Regions from separate parts of the Sus scrofa genome. Here region 2 is linked to region 1. The links are chromatin contacts, called in public promoter capture Hi-C maps. All regions are on one chromosome and are shown on one strand. Each heading gives the region's core, a stretch centred on a gene start, on an enhancer-like site or on the middle of the called end of the contact. The rest is flanking DNA. Distances are from core to core; before and after follow the strand shown. Region 1 holds the start of ARF6 (ADP ribosylation factor 6). Region 2 has its middle 38 kb from the start of ARF6.

The links. Promoter capture Hi-C pulls out the DNA fragments that hold promoters and counts their contacts.
Region 2: a contact with region 1 is called in a promoter capture Hi-C map of liver, with 2.6 times the contacts expected there. The contact joins the enhancer-like site here to the promoter of ARF6 in region 1. A contact is called at or near these places in 1 of 5 promoter capture datasets (liver), 4 of 47 Hi-C or Micro-C datasets (blood, embryonic fibroblasts, liver and 1 more) and 2 of 2 datasets of contacts at active chromatin or transcription factors (alveolar macrophages and skeletal muscle).

What each region holds. Positions count from the first base shown.
Region 1 is chr1:179,710,719-179,717,194 of Sscrofa11.1, forward strand. ARF6 (ADP ribosylation factor 6) reads left to right here and starts at 3,319. Exons shown (of 1, transcript NM_001078677.1): 1 at 3,319-3,846. The coding sequence starts at 3,319. The coding sequence ends at 3,846.
Region 2 is chr1:179,748,360-179,754,835 of Sscrofa11.1, forward strand. No RefSeq gene overlaps it. Among named protein-coding and RNA genes, the nearest start is that of ARF6, 38 kb to the left of the region's middle. Within about 2 kb of position 3,947, at least 15 of the 83 cell types and tissues checked have an H3K27ac peak or open chromatin away from gene starts, as enhancers often do. A contact at or near this core is called in liver, where this site is marked.

The DNA of each region.
Region 1 (6,476 bases), core at 2,069-4,568:
CTGTCTGTAATTATATTCTGGCCATTATCTGCTTTATGATTATTACTTAAAATGTACTGTATAACTTACTGTATGATGAGCCACTATAAGATACTCCACTGTATTAAGATTATTAACTGATTATTTCAAACCCCAGATAAAAATAGTATGTGCCTTTCCTTTTTATTTCATCTGTGGTATAAAAGGCATTCATTCATTCAAACAATGACTGAACTCCTGATACCCTACACTCCATCACTAAGGATATCAGGTTGACAAGGCAAACTCTCTGCCTCCATTTATTCTGGTAGAAGATAAATGGAAATTGGCTTTCAAAAATAAACTTTTTTAGGCCTAGCACAGTGCCAGTGCCAGGTAGATGCTAGTGCTTCAAGCTGCTTCTATCTTTTTTGGCCACACCTTGGGCATATGGAGTTCCCGGACCAGGGATCAGTACTGAGCTGCAATTGCGACCTATGCCACAACTGTGGCAATGCAGGATCCTTAACCACTGTGCTGGCTGGGGTTTGAACCTGGATTGGACCTGTGACCCAGTGTTCCCAAATGCTGCTAATCCTGTTGTGCCACAGCAGGAACTCCAAGTTGCTTCTATTTTTAATAATATCACACAGTACACTGAAAAATAAATCTAAGCCCAGCAGCTCAATCTTCCATCTGGATGGAAAAATTGGTATCTGCTCTGAGAAAACTATTATGTTGGAATGAGGCAAAATATAGTACTCACTACCACATATAAAAAATTCCTTCCTCAAATGTAGTAGTAATTACTATGACACTTTCTTTATAGTTATAAAGCATTTTAAGAAATACAGCTGACCCTTGAATAGTGGTACAGGGCTGGGGATGGGGGTAAGGTAGGGTAGTAGGGCTGACCCCAACACAGTCTAAATTCTGAGGATAACTTCTTAGATGGCCCTCACATCCCAGGTCCTGCATCCGTGGATTCAACCAACCCAGATTGTGTAGTGACAAGAGTACATATTTATCTAAAAAAAGACAAGTACAGTGGATCTGTGCAGTTCAAACCTGTGTTATTCAAGGGTCAACTATACTGTAATCAGATTTCCTGAAGTACTTACAGGGGGTGAAAAAGCCTAATTTTGGGGTTAAGAGAGAATGAATAAATTCACCATATCAGCTTTGTGACCTCTGAAAAATTACTCAACATCTCTAACTCTCGGTTTCCTCCTAATTAATACTAATTAATGAACCTCAAAGCTAACTCACATGGTTGCAATGCATATTAAAATATTTGAAGTATTTAGTACAGTGTTTATAACAATCAATAAATAATGACTATTTTCATTCATGGTATCATTCTTCATTTGGTTCAACAGGTAAAGAAAATGAAGTTTGCAAAGGCTGAGAGAAAAGGATTCACAGCTATAAAATGGAGGGTGACATTTGAAACCCCAGTCTTCTGACTGCACATCCTTTGTTTTAAGACAGTACATATTAAGGAAGAAAGTAAATTAAATCATTGCCAAAATATTAGTAACTTCAGTAAATTTACTTCAGGCTGAAGCTTAAAGGTTATCACTTAACCAATCTACCATTATCAAATTTTTTTTAAACTGTGAAACAAAAAGTATGTTACTTTATGCTATCACATCATATTCTTTAAAAAAAAAAAACAAACACGCTATTTTCCTGTTTTTCCTCCTTTTGGTTTATTTCAAGCTTTCTTCATATTTGAACTTTATCACTAATCATTTGATACAAAGAGGGTTCCCTTTCTACAAACATTATACGTATAATAATAAAAGCCCTCAAGTGGGCTTCTAGACAGTGGGGTCAGAATTACACTCAGTTTACGCATGAGATCAACTCGATAAGGTCAAATGTCCGAATCCAGGCGTCAGAAGTAGTTTTTCCTATTCTAAATCCAACGCTAAGATTATATAGACGAGGCTGCTGAAAATTAAGAATGAGAAACTACTACTAATCACAGTAAAAGATATTTAAAAAGGAAAAGCATGGGAAGTCTTGAAAATACTGTAATTTTTAAGAAACGTGGATTGCTCCTGACGGCTCAAACACTCAAAAGACGGGCTTTAGAGGAAACCCAAACCCAGTAAACGCGCCGCACTGAACGGCAAATCCCACGGGAACCACTGGCCTCCCACGTGTCTCTCAGGAAATGCACAAAACGAAGGAAAAAGAAAGCCAAAGGGAGTTGGGTGAAAGGTTTAAAACAGCAGATAGGGATTCACAGGGAGATGGAGGGCACACGAAGCCTGGGGTGGGCAAGAGAGAACTCGCAGAGCATCTGGCAGGCGCCGAGGACGGAGAAGAGGCCTGGAAGCAAAGCAGGGGGAGGCTTTCATCTGGAGAGCGGGCGGCCAACGGGCCCCACCCAGTGGATCTGCTTCTCAGGTTCCAATGGGGGCGGAGGAGGAGAGCGCGCGGAAGAGAAAAGCAGAGAGGGGAGAAGACGCTAGAATAGCTACAGGTGGGCGCGGGTCAGAGCCCGGGCTGCGCGGGAGCAGGGCTGGCCCCACCTGGGAGCCTCCGAGCCGCCGTAGCCCCGCCCCTCCGCGCGTGGCGCCCCTGACGCTTGGCGCGCAGGCCGCTCTCCTTACAGAGGTCGCTCTTGTCCCGAACGGTCGGCCTCTGCTGCGCCTGCGTCGTCGGGAGGGGAAGTGAGGCGGTTTCCTCGGCGCCTTTTCCGGCGGCGGCGGCGGTAGAACTGGGAGGAGGCGGTGGAGGCCGGAGGGAGCCCGCGCTCTGGGCGGCGGCTGGAGGTAACCTCCTGGGCTGAGCTGGAAAGGCGGGCTCCTTCGGCCTCCGCTCTCTTCTGGGGCTCCCGCAGTAACTCCCTTTTTCCTCTCTGTGTTTCTGCAGGCAGCGCACCGAGTTCCCGCGAGGATCAATGACCCGACGGGGCGCCGGAGCCGCTCTGCTCTCGTGTGGCCTGGGTCAGTGGTGAGCGCGGTGCTCCGCGGACCGGAGGCCGGGCCGAAGGGCCGCAGTCTCCCGCGGCGGAGTGAGGTGAAGGCGGCCGAGCAGGAGCCGGCGGCGGCGCTTGTACGGCGCCTGCGGGGGGAAGGGCAGTTCCGGGCCGGGCCGCGCCTCAGCAGGGCGGCGGCTCTCCCAACGCAGACTCAGGCCGCGGCGACGGGAGGAATCAAGTTGTGTGGTCGGTGATGCCCGAGTGAGCTACGGGCCCGGGCCTCTGCCCTGAGGAGGCAACTCCCACGCAGGCCGCACGGGCCCCCTCGCGACTGGGAAGCTCCGTTTCGGTTTCGCGGCGGCGGCGGCGTTGTTGGAGGGGACCCGGGACACCTGAATGCCCCCGGCCCCGGTTCCTCCGAAGCGATGGGGAAGGTGCTATCTAAGATCTTCGGGAACAAGGAAATGCGAATCCTCATGTTGGGCCTGGACGCGGCCGGCAAGACAACCATCCTGTACAAGTTGAAGCTGGGCCAGTCGGTGACCACCATCCCCACCGTGGGTTTCAACGTGGAGACGGTGACTTACAAAAACGTCAAGTTCAACGTATGGGATGTGGGCGGCCAGGACAAGATCCGGCCGCTCTGGCGGCATTACTACACCGGGACCCAGGGTCTGATCTTCGTAGTGGACTGCGCCGACCGCGACCGCATAGACGAGGCCCGCCAGGAGCTACACCGCATTATCAATGACCGGGAGATGAGGGACGCCATAATCCTCATCTTCGCCAACAAGCAGGACCTGCCTGATGCCATGAAACCCCACGAGATCCAGGAGAAACTGGGCCTGACCCGGATTCGGGACAGGAACTGGTATGTGCAGCCCTCCTGTGCCACCTCGGGGGACGGACTCTATGAGGGGCTCACATGGTTAACCTCTAACTACAAATCCTAATGAGCATTCTCCACCCATCCCCCAGAAGGAGAGAAATCAAAAACCCATTCATAGGATTATCGCCACCATCACCTCTTTGAATTGCCACTTTCTCTTCTTTTGAATTTGAACTTTGGAGTTACAGTTCTACGGTTTGGGGGAGGGGGTTAGGGGGTTTCTTTTTTGTTTCTTTTCTTTTTCTTTCTTTCTTTTTTTTTTTTTGGCTTTGCGTTAGGATGCTCTGAGCTGACTTTTGACACGAACACAAAGTACTTAGATACTCTCGTTGACTTCCAGCAAATGGGATGGGGGAAATACAGCAGTTCTTGATAAATTCCTTTATAATAATGGTTTGATTTTTTTATTTCGAGAGAATCTTCTTTTCCAATGTATGCTTTTTTCCTTTTTGCCCAGTTTCCTTATCACTTGCTGTAGATGGCTTATTTTGCATTCATGCAGACTATGTTGCAAGTCTGTTTCATCTAGTAAACTGAAAATTATTGCTTAATCAAACTGCCGTTTGTCTTTTATATTTAAGGCCTTTTCCCCCTCCCTTATGAATTCCAACTTAGTAAATTCAAATGTGACCTTTTATATCTAAGACCAGTATAGTAAACTTAGCCCACAGGGGCAAATAATGAGTAATATCATTGTAATATGTTCCAGTTGCACATCAGTATGTTAAAACAGGTAATGTAAGTTCTTTGAAATGTCAGCTTTTAAGTTCTGAAACATACATCATGCATGAGTAAGGATAAAACTCAAGTTCCCCTTTACAGAGCTAACTTACAGTGCATAAAAATATGAAAATGTAACCAGTCAAGGACACAGATTTTTTTTTTCACTGCAAAGTTAGCAACTTTGCTGTGTTTTCCCTCTTTTTTAACTTTAAAAACAGACTCTTCCAGAAAATGGAGCAATAATGTTGTATGCCATATACAAAAGAAATATTTGTAGATATTTTAAGTGACTTTTGGGCAAAACTGGAATATATCTTTTACTATGTTTCAAATGTCTAAGACCAATCATATTAAAATTACCAGAATGTTTACTTTGTTCATTAATAAAGCATTTAACAATTCAAGTTATATGCACCTTTTACCTAGTTGGAAAGAAAAACATTCCTGTTTCCACATTACAGCAACTGAATAAGCTGAAGATATCTTTTTTTAATAGACGAGTGATTCTTATCTCCATTAATTAGAACACTGGAAAAGATGTTTTATAAGAAAGGTATTCTTTTTGATTGTAGGATTAACTCATGCAAATAGTCAGATATCCTGTTGGTTCAATGATACACCATCTCCTTTAAGGAAGGAAATGTGAGATGAATGAATGATGTGTAGACTTGAAGAATGACAAAGGGGAAGTAGGATGTAGAGAAAGAACCTACAGATGACAATGAATGTAAACTTATTCAAGGGTAAGCAGTGTGCTCACTGGTGATATCCAGATCTTAACAAGATGACTTGCTTAGCTGGTTAGGACCAGTAACAAGATTATTGAGACCACTATGGTAATACTTTGAACCAAATGTTAATGCTTGATACAGAATTGTGTGTAACAGCATCTGGTTCTTATATAGCCTTAAGGATTAATTTTAGAGATCCTCAAGGAATTAGGGTATTTCACAAATGTAGACTGCAATGGCAGCATACAGGAAAAGGCCGAGTGGGTTTTGTTTATGAGGGTATCTGAAAACTAAAATTGAGCGGGATGTCATGGTATATGATTGGACAGTATTGGTCCTTCATGTTTTGGCCATATTGTATAACGGAGCTTTTACCAAAGATGTTTGAGCAACATAAGGCTATAAAAAAGTAACTTCAAACTTTTGACAAACATTTTACTTAAAGTAGAGGAGAAAAGGTGCTATGTTGTAGGCTCCTGATGGTGCAGAGGGATTTTTGAATTCAAAATGCAACTAAAGTATAAAGTTCAGTTTCACTTTAGTAGAAGCATCTCTAGAAATGAAGCTGATATATCTAAACATTTTAGCTGCTTTTAAAATTCCCAGTTTCATCATAAATTTAGTGTTTTAAATGATTACTTATTAAGGTACATAAACATGGATTATACAAATATCAATGTTATAGTAACATCCTGAAACAAGACAAGCACAAAGGTATTAATGCCTAAACTGGAGGAAACTTGAAACCCTCATGTAATTCTTAAATGTAGTATTCTAACTTGTGACAGACAAATTGGTAGGCAGCCATTTTTTTGTGTCTTAAAAAAAACTGGGGGCATAGTTAAAATTTTATACATCAAGTGATTGCTATGGAATGTAGCAGGTGAGATGTTATTTTTAGTTTATTTGAAATGTCTAACTGAAGGTTGGGGGAGGGGGGAGCAAATATTTGAAATTTGGAAAACCCTAAACATTTGGGTAAGAAACTGTAATTTTCACTTATATTTTCTTTAAGGATATAAAAGGTTGATAATTGATAAATTGAACCATAACCATTGGTGATCATGGAGCAGGTAATTATAGCCTGCAGAAAAAGTTATAATCTTAAGAATTTAAGAAATAAGATCCTGAAGTTTTTGTTTAATTGCATCAATTTCTGTATTTTCTGTGAATTTATAAACTGCAGTAAGTTTTGAATGAGGTTGATCTTGTCTAATATAAGTAAATGAGTCTGTAGACT
Region 2 (6,476 bases), core at 2,697-5,196, 38 kb after region 1:
CTCAGCTAGAAAAGAAAAAAACAGAGAAAATAGAGAAATCAGTGTTCTTTACCTCCTCCTTTCCTTATTTCTGTAACAATTTTTAAAAATTCAGATTGTTTTCACTTTGGCAGAGTTTATAGCATTTACATTTTCTTCTGTAACCATAATTTCCACTTTTGTTTTAGTTCTAGTCTCACAATTAAATAGTTCACAGGTACTTCTTTGGTGTAGTTTTTCCATTCTTGTCTTGGTTGACTGAAATTTGTTTTCTGATAGTTTTTTCAGAAAGAGCCCTTGGGAAAAGTATTTCCTGGGTGTTTGTAAAATAGCTTCCTGCCTTTAGAAGTGAATGATGGTTTGGAATACATTCTTTCTGGGAGAATTTTCCAGATACTGCTATACTCTCTGTCTAATATTGAATGTTATAGAGAAATCTGGGGCTAATTTGATTTTTCTCCCTTATTAACGACATGATTTTTCCCTTCAACCCTTTCCACACCCTTGGGCACTAAAAGAATGTTTATTTTAAAGTCTTTTAATTTCAAAGTCTAGTAAACTGAGTATGACTATAATTGATCAAGATTTTTGTGGGTCATAGCATGTAATTTCCATTAGTAAATGCAAGTCTTGTCTTATTCCAGGAAAATTTTCTTGAAATATATCTTTCAATGTTTGTTCTCTTCCATTATTCACGTTATCTTCCTCAGGTCCCTTTATTTTGTGAATATTGAATTGCCTACTCTGGCTTTGATATTTACAAATTTCTCTCTGAACAATTTGGTCTTTGTTCACATTTCATTCTGTACCTTTTTCTCATTTCTGACCCCTATGTTCCATACTGTATTTTTTTTTACCCTTACCCTGTTTCCAGTTTTGCATGCTTCTCCTCATGATTTTACTTTTTTCTTTTTTCATTCCTTTTTCTGAGCTCTGTCAGCTTATGTTTCATCTCCTTCAGTCATCTCAGCCTCCCTTCTCTGAGTGTTATTTCTTTGTTTCATGCTCATTTTCTGGAAACAATTGCTCCATTACCTTCTTTTTTTTTAATTTAAGGCAAAATATGTGTTTAGAATTTTCATCTGCTCTGAGGTAACATTTTCATGGTGAGTGGTGGCTATGTTCATCAACATTTGTTTTTCTGTTCATTTTTCATTTTTTTCCTTGTATCTTTGTTGGTTCCCATTTCGTTCCTCATCTTTGAATGGGGAGAAATCTTCCTAGATTAAATATTTATTTACAGGAGGTTTGTGTTGTGAAGGGGCCAAGGACACCTCTTATATCATCAAGAATTTTTCCTTTGACCCAGGGTTTTGCCAGTGAGATATTTCAGCCTTTTCTTCTTCCTAGCCGCTGCAGATAGGCAGTGCAGAGCTGTTCACAATACAATCTCTTTTTTCTCCTTGTGAACCTGATTTGCTGTGAATGGCTTGTTTGTGGGGTTCTAGTTTAGCTCTACCTTTTCTGCTACTCAAAACCAAACTAGGTCCAGGGAAACTCATGCTACTTGACTACCCATCTGTACTAATCAGCTAGAGCTGTTATAACAAAATACCACCAATCAGGTGGCTTAAAATACAGAGATGTATTGTTTCACAGATCTGGAGGTTAGAAGTTGGAAATCAAGGTGTTGGCAGCGTTGGTTCCTTCTAGAGCCTGTGAGGGAGTATCCATCCCACACCTCCATTCTAGCTCCTGGTGCCTACTGGCAACGCTGGGAAGTAAATGCATCACTGTTACATCTGTCTCCAACATCACATAGCATTCTCCTCTCTGTGTCAAATTTCCCTTTTATAAAGACATCAGCCATTGGATAAGGGCTCACCCTAATCTAGTATACCTTATTTTACCTTGAGTATGTCTGCAAACCCTATTTCCAGATGTACCAGAGGTTAGGAATTCAACACATCATTTAGGGAGACACAATTCAACCCATAACACCACCTTTTTCCTGCTGCTGTACCAACAGAGCCACTGATGTTTCACCTCAGTGTGCGCATCTCATTGGCAGAGCTATTAAGCTCTTTCTGAGATATGCAGACTTGGGTGCCCTCTCTCAGCTTCCTTTCATGTCTTTGTTCAGACTTCACTGCTTTTGGTACCTATTCCACCCATTTTGTGGTTAAATTAAAAAGATTTTTTTTTTTTGGTGTTCCTGTTGAGGTGCTGCAGAAAGAAAGCCAACTAGTAACCATGAGTTCACGGGTTTGATCCCTGGCCTGCCTCAGTAGGTTAAGGATCTGGTGTTGCCCTGAGCTGTGGTGTAGGTCACAGACGTGGCGTGGATCCTGCGAGGCTGTGGCTGTGGTGTAGGCTGGCAGCTACAGCTCCGATTTGACCCCTAGCCTGGGAAACTCCATATGCTGAGAGTGAGGCCCTAAAAAGAAAAAAAAAAAAAAAAAAGATTTTATTTTTTTGAAAATGAGATTTTTATTCCTGCCTCTTTTTCCTTTGGTTTTCAAGAGATGACAGAAATGCCAATTTTATGTGACATCTCCCAACTGGGAATGCCTTTGTTCTCCCTCATTTTTAAGGAGTCACTGCTACATTGAATTGAAATAGAAAGGAATGTACACAATTTTTAGTACTTATTTCAGTAAATTATTCTTCTAGTCTCAACCTGGCATGCCAGTTCTAACCAACACTAATTCATAGGTAGGAACTAATAGAATTTACTACAGGGAGACTTAAAAATCTTTCATAAGGATCATATTGAGCTGATACACAATTGTAATGATTTTTTACATTTATATAACAATCAGTGTCATACTTCTTTATATGATAATTAGAAAGGTAATATTTATTTTTCTCAGTATTTAACAAGTCTGTGTTTCATCTTTAGAATTATGTAGAGTGGAACATTTTTTTTTTAAGGTTTAGATTATTTTTGCTCTAGTTGGACCTTTCTAAAAATAAACATTTTAAGAAATCTAAAACTATTCTGTCAACTTAACAGATTCATTTCCAGGAATAACCACCACTTCTTATGTATGAAATATTTAAAAAAAATTGTAGCCTCCAAATATTCCTGGAATCTGCTGATTTATTGAGATTTATTCTTACAATACTTTCTACTATGGCCTACTAAATACTTAATTTCATTAAATGCTAATAACAAGTCTGGCTTTTCAAGTCTCTCCAAGCTTGTCAATTTTGAATTATTACCACTTCAGTTGCACTGTGATTCTTCTGAATGGCAGAGTCAGCAGTTACATTCTGCTAAGTAATGGATGCATTCGACATACAGAACTGCTCAGAATTACAGAGCACACGAAGACGCTCATTTTAACCATTTCTTTGCTTAGGACAATGAGCAGTAAATTACAGTTGCGCAAATGATTTTTGCTGGGGTCGGCATTTGGGGAAAACATTTGTGTGCTTTTTAATTAATTAATTAATTTTCATTTTCAGCTGCCCCTTGGCATATGGAGTCCCCACGTCAGGTATCAGATCTGAGCTGCAGTCACAACCTAAGCCCCAGCTGAGGCAATGCTGGATCCTTAATCCACTGTGCTGGGCCCAGGATTGAACCTGCGACCCAGTGTTCCCTAGATGCCGCCAATCCTGTTGCACCACATCGGGAACTCCTTATGTGCTTTTAAAATAACAACATTCCTGGGCTACCACTAACCTAATCACACCAGAGCCAATGTGCACTGTGTTCAGATCTTGGTTCTACAAGCTGTGTGAGCTTGGGCAAGTTTCTTAACCTGTCTGTGCTTCAATTTCTTCAACTGGAAAATGAATGGGATCAAATGGTGTTGGATTAAATGGGTTAACATATATAAAGCATTCTGAACTCTGTCTGGTCCACCTGAAGCACTGTAGGAGTGTTAGCCATCATGACAAACATTAGTTATTTTGTTCATTTTCTCCCTGGACCTGCAGCCAAGCTAGCACAGAAGCAGCTACTGACTAACCACACTGAGAATTACTAGCCTAGTGCTTCGTAGGTATTTAGAAACCACTGTTAAATTAATGATTAGAGAAGTTGTGTAGTAGGAAGGACACCCAACTTGAATCCTCACCTCAATATCTACAAGACAGGAAGTTGCATTCAAGAGAGAAAAAGCCTCAAATCTCCAAGAACAGTGTCTGGCGTGTGGGTGCTCTGTAGCTCTTAGTGGAATCGGAGTAGTTCAGGAAGCTATTTCAGAGTGGGAATGTTTGCACCCCTTATTCCAACTACAGAGAAGGGAGGGTAAGGTACTGATCACCAAGGAATGGAGAGACTCTAAAAGGGAAAAGTCAACTTGTGACTCTGCAAGCAAATAAAAATTGCTGGTCGAGGAAATAAGCATGTGGCAAAAATGAAAGAGATTAATATGGGCAAGCTACTGTATCCGATCTCTTCTGTAAATATTTTCACTCTTGTGAGTAAAATTTCTCCCTTCTTTCTTAGGAAGAATTTAGGATTTTTTTAACAATTAGATGTTTGGCTTCCATCTCTGTCTGTGTGGAAAAGCCCATTGGGGTATTGTGGCCTTGTTTGTGTCTCCCCTCAAGCCCCAACCCCCTTCCTTTCCACAGACCTCAACTTGCTACTCCTTGTGAGCTATTTCAGTTTTCCTGTTGGGGAGGTGGGCAAGACTTATAAAGCTATTTTGTTTCAGGTAACAGGAAGCCTGGGGATTGGATGGAAAAATGAGAGCCCTGTTTAATAAGTCAGGTGGTGCTATGAAAAGAACAAAGGCTTTGGAGGTAAAGACCAATCTTTCAGTTAAGGTTCCAGGATTTACAAGCTGGGTGGTCTTAGGCAAGTTAGTTAACTGCTCTGAAGCACATTTTTCCTATCTGTAAAACGGGACTAATATTTTTCTAACCCTGTTGTAAGGATTAAAAATAATTTGTGTAAAATGCTGGGACGAAGTAGGCCCTAAACTAAGAGTTGTTTTTCTCACTGTTAACTGAAGACAGAAGCCTCTGACCTGATTCTTTTTAAGCCAGCTTGACATTTCCTGTCTCTAGCAGTGAGAGGAAAACTAGAAATAAAACATAATTTTATATACGAAGATTCTATTCAAGGTCTCTATGCATTATGGGATAACAGAGGATCTACATTTTTAGAAAATCATCTATTTTGTCAAATAATCAGAACACTATAGCCAATTGCTCATAAGAAAACAAATGGTTTGATGTTAGCTGAGTAGCAGCATAAAGTAAGATTTAGATGCTAAGGGCAGAAACTATCTTCTGTAGGTTTCCCGGAAACAGCTGCTCTGGTGTGGTGTACACAGGAAGTGCTGAAAGTGCTTGTGAAGTATTTTACTGAAGTGCACTTTACACATATTTATACACACATACATTTTTATAACTCATTTCTGGACAGTTGAGAATGAATCTTAAGAGGAAAAAAAATGTAGTCAAGCAAAGCCTTTCTTAGGGTTGTCAAGGCTAGGTTTGAATACTGATTCATCCTTTGTCATTGTCAAGACCTCCTGGTGCTGCACGAACAAGCAAGCCTGGGTAAGCAAAAAGATGGGAGGGAACTCAACACCAAGGCAACCTCCTGTTCTGCTAGGGCCTGGGCTTCAAGTAATTTTCTTCTACCTATGTTTTAATTTTCTTTAGTGAACATACTTTTATACTTTTAAACCCTGATCTTTCTCCTTCAGTCATGGATATGCAAGCGCATATGCATCCCCCACCTACGCCTTCAGGACACAGACATCCTATTACAGAGGCCAATATGACTAGGCTGAAGCTAAACTAAAACATTAAATGTAGGACTAAGGAGTTCCCTGGTGGTCCAGTGGTTAGGATTTGGCTTTTTCATGGTTTTGGCCTAGGTCAGTCTCTGGTCTGGGAACTGAGATTCCACATCAAGCTGCTACATGCCATGGCAAAAAAAAAAAAAAAAAAAAGTAGGACTGAAAGACTGAAAAAGAGAGTCCTCATTTCATCATTCTCTTGGGATTTAAGTACTGATATGTCAGAACAAGATCTAAAGAGTTCTGATTCTTTCACATACAAGCTGGATTTACAACTTTTGTTCACAGTCCTGAATTTTGGCATTGGTTAGGAATACCACAAAACATATGAAAATATTTTTATGCAACAGGTTTGGATTTTTTTTTTTTTTTTTTTTTGTCTTTTTGCCATCTCTAGGGCCATTCCTGCGGCATATGGAGGTTCCCAGGCTAGGGGTCGAATCAGAGCTGTAGCCACCAGTCTACGCCAGAGCCACAGCAACTCAGGATCCGAGCCACATCTGCAACCTACACCACAGCTCACAGCAATGCCGGATCCTTAACCCACTGAGCAAGGCCAGGGATCGAACCTGCAACCTCATGGTTCCTAGTCGGATTCATTAACCACTGAGCCACGACGGGAACTCCAGGTTTGGATTTTTAAAATCAAAAGTTACATGAGCAGATCATGTAGAGTTACACAGTTTTTGTATTGGTTATCTACTGCTGCATAACAAATTACCCTAAAATTCAGTGGCTTAAAACAAGGAGAAACATTTATTGTCTCATAGTCTGTGGGCCAAGAGT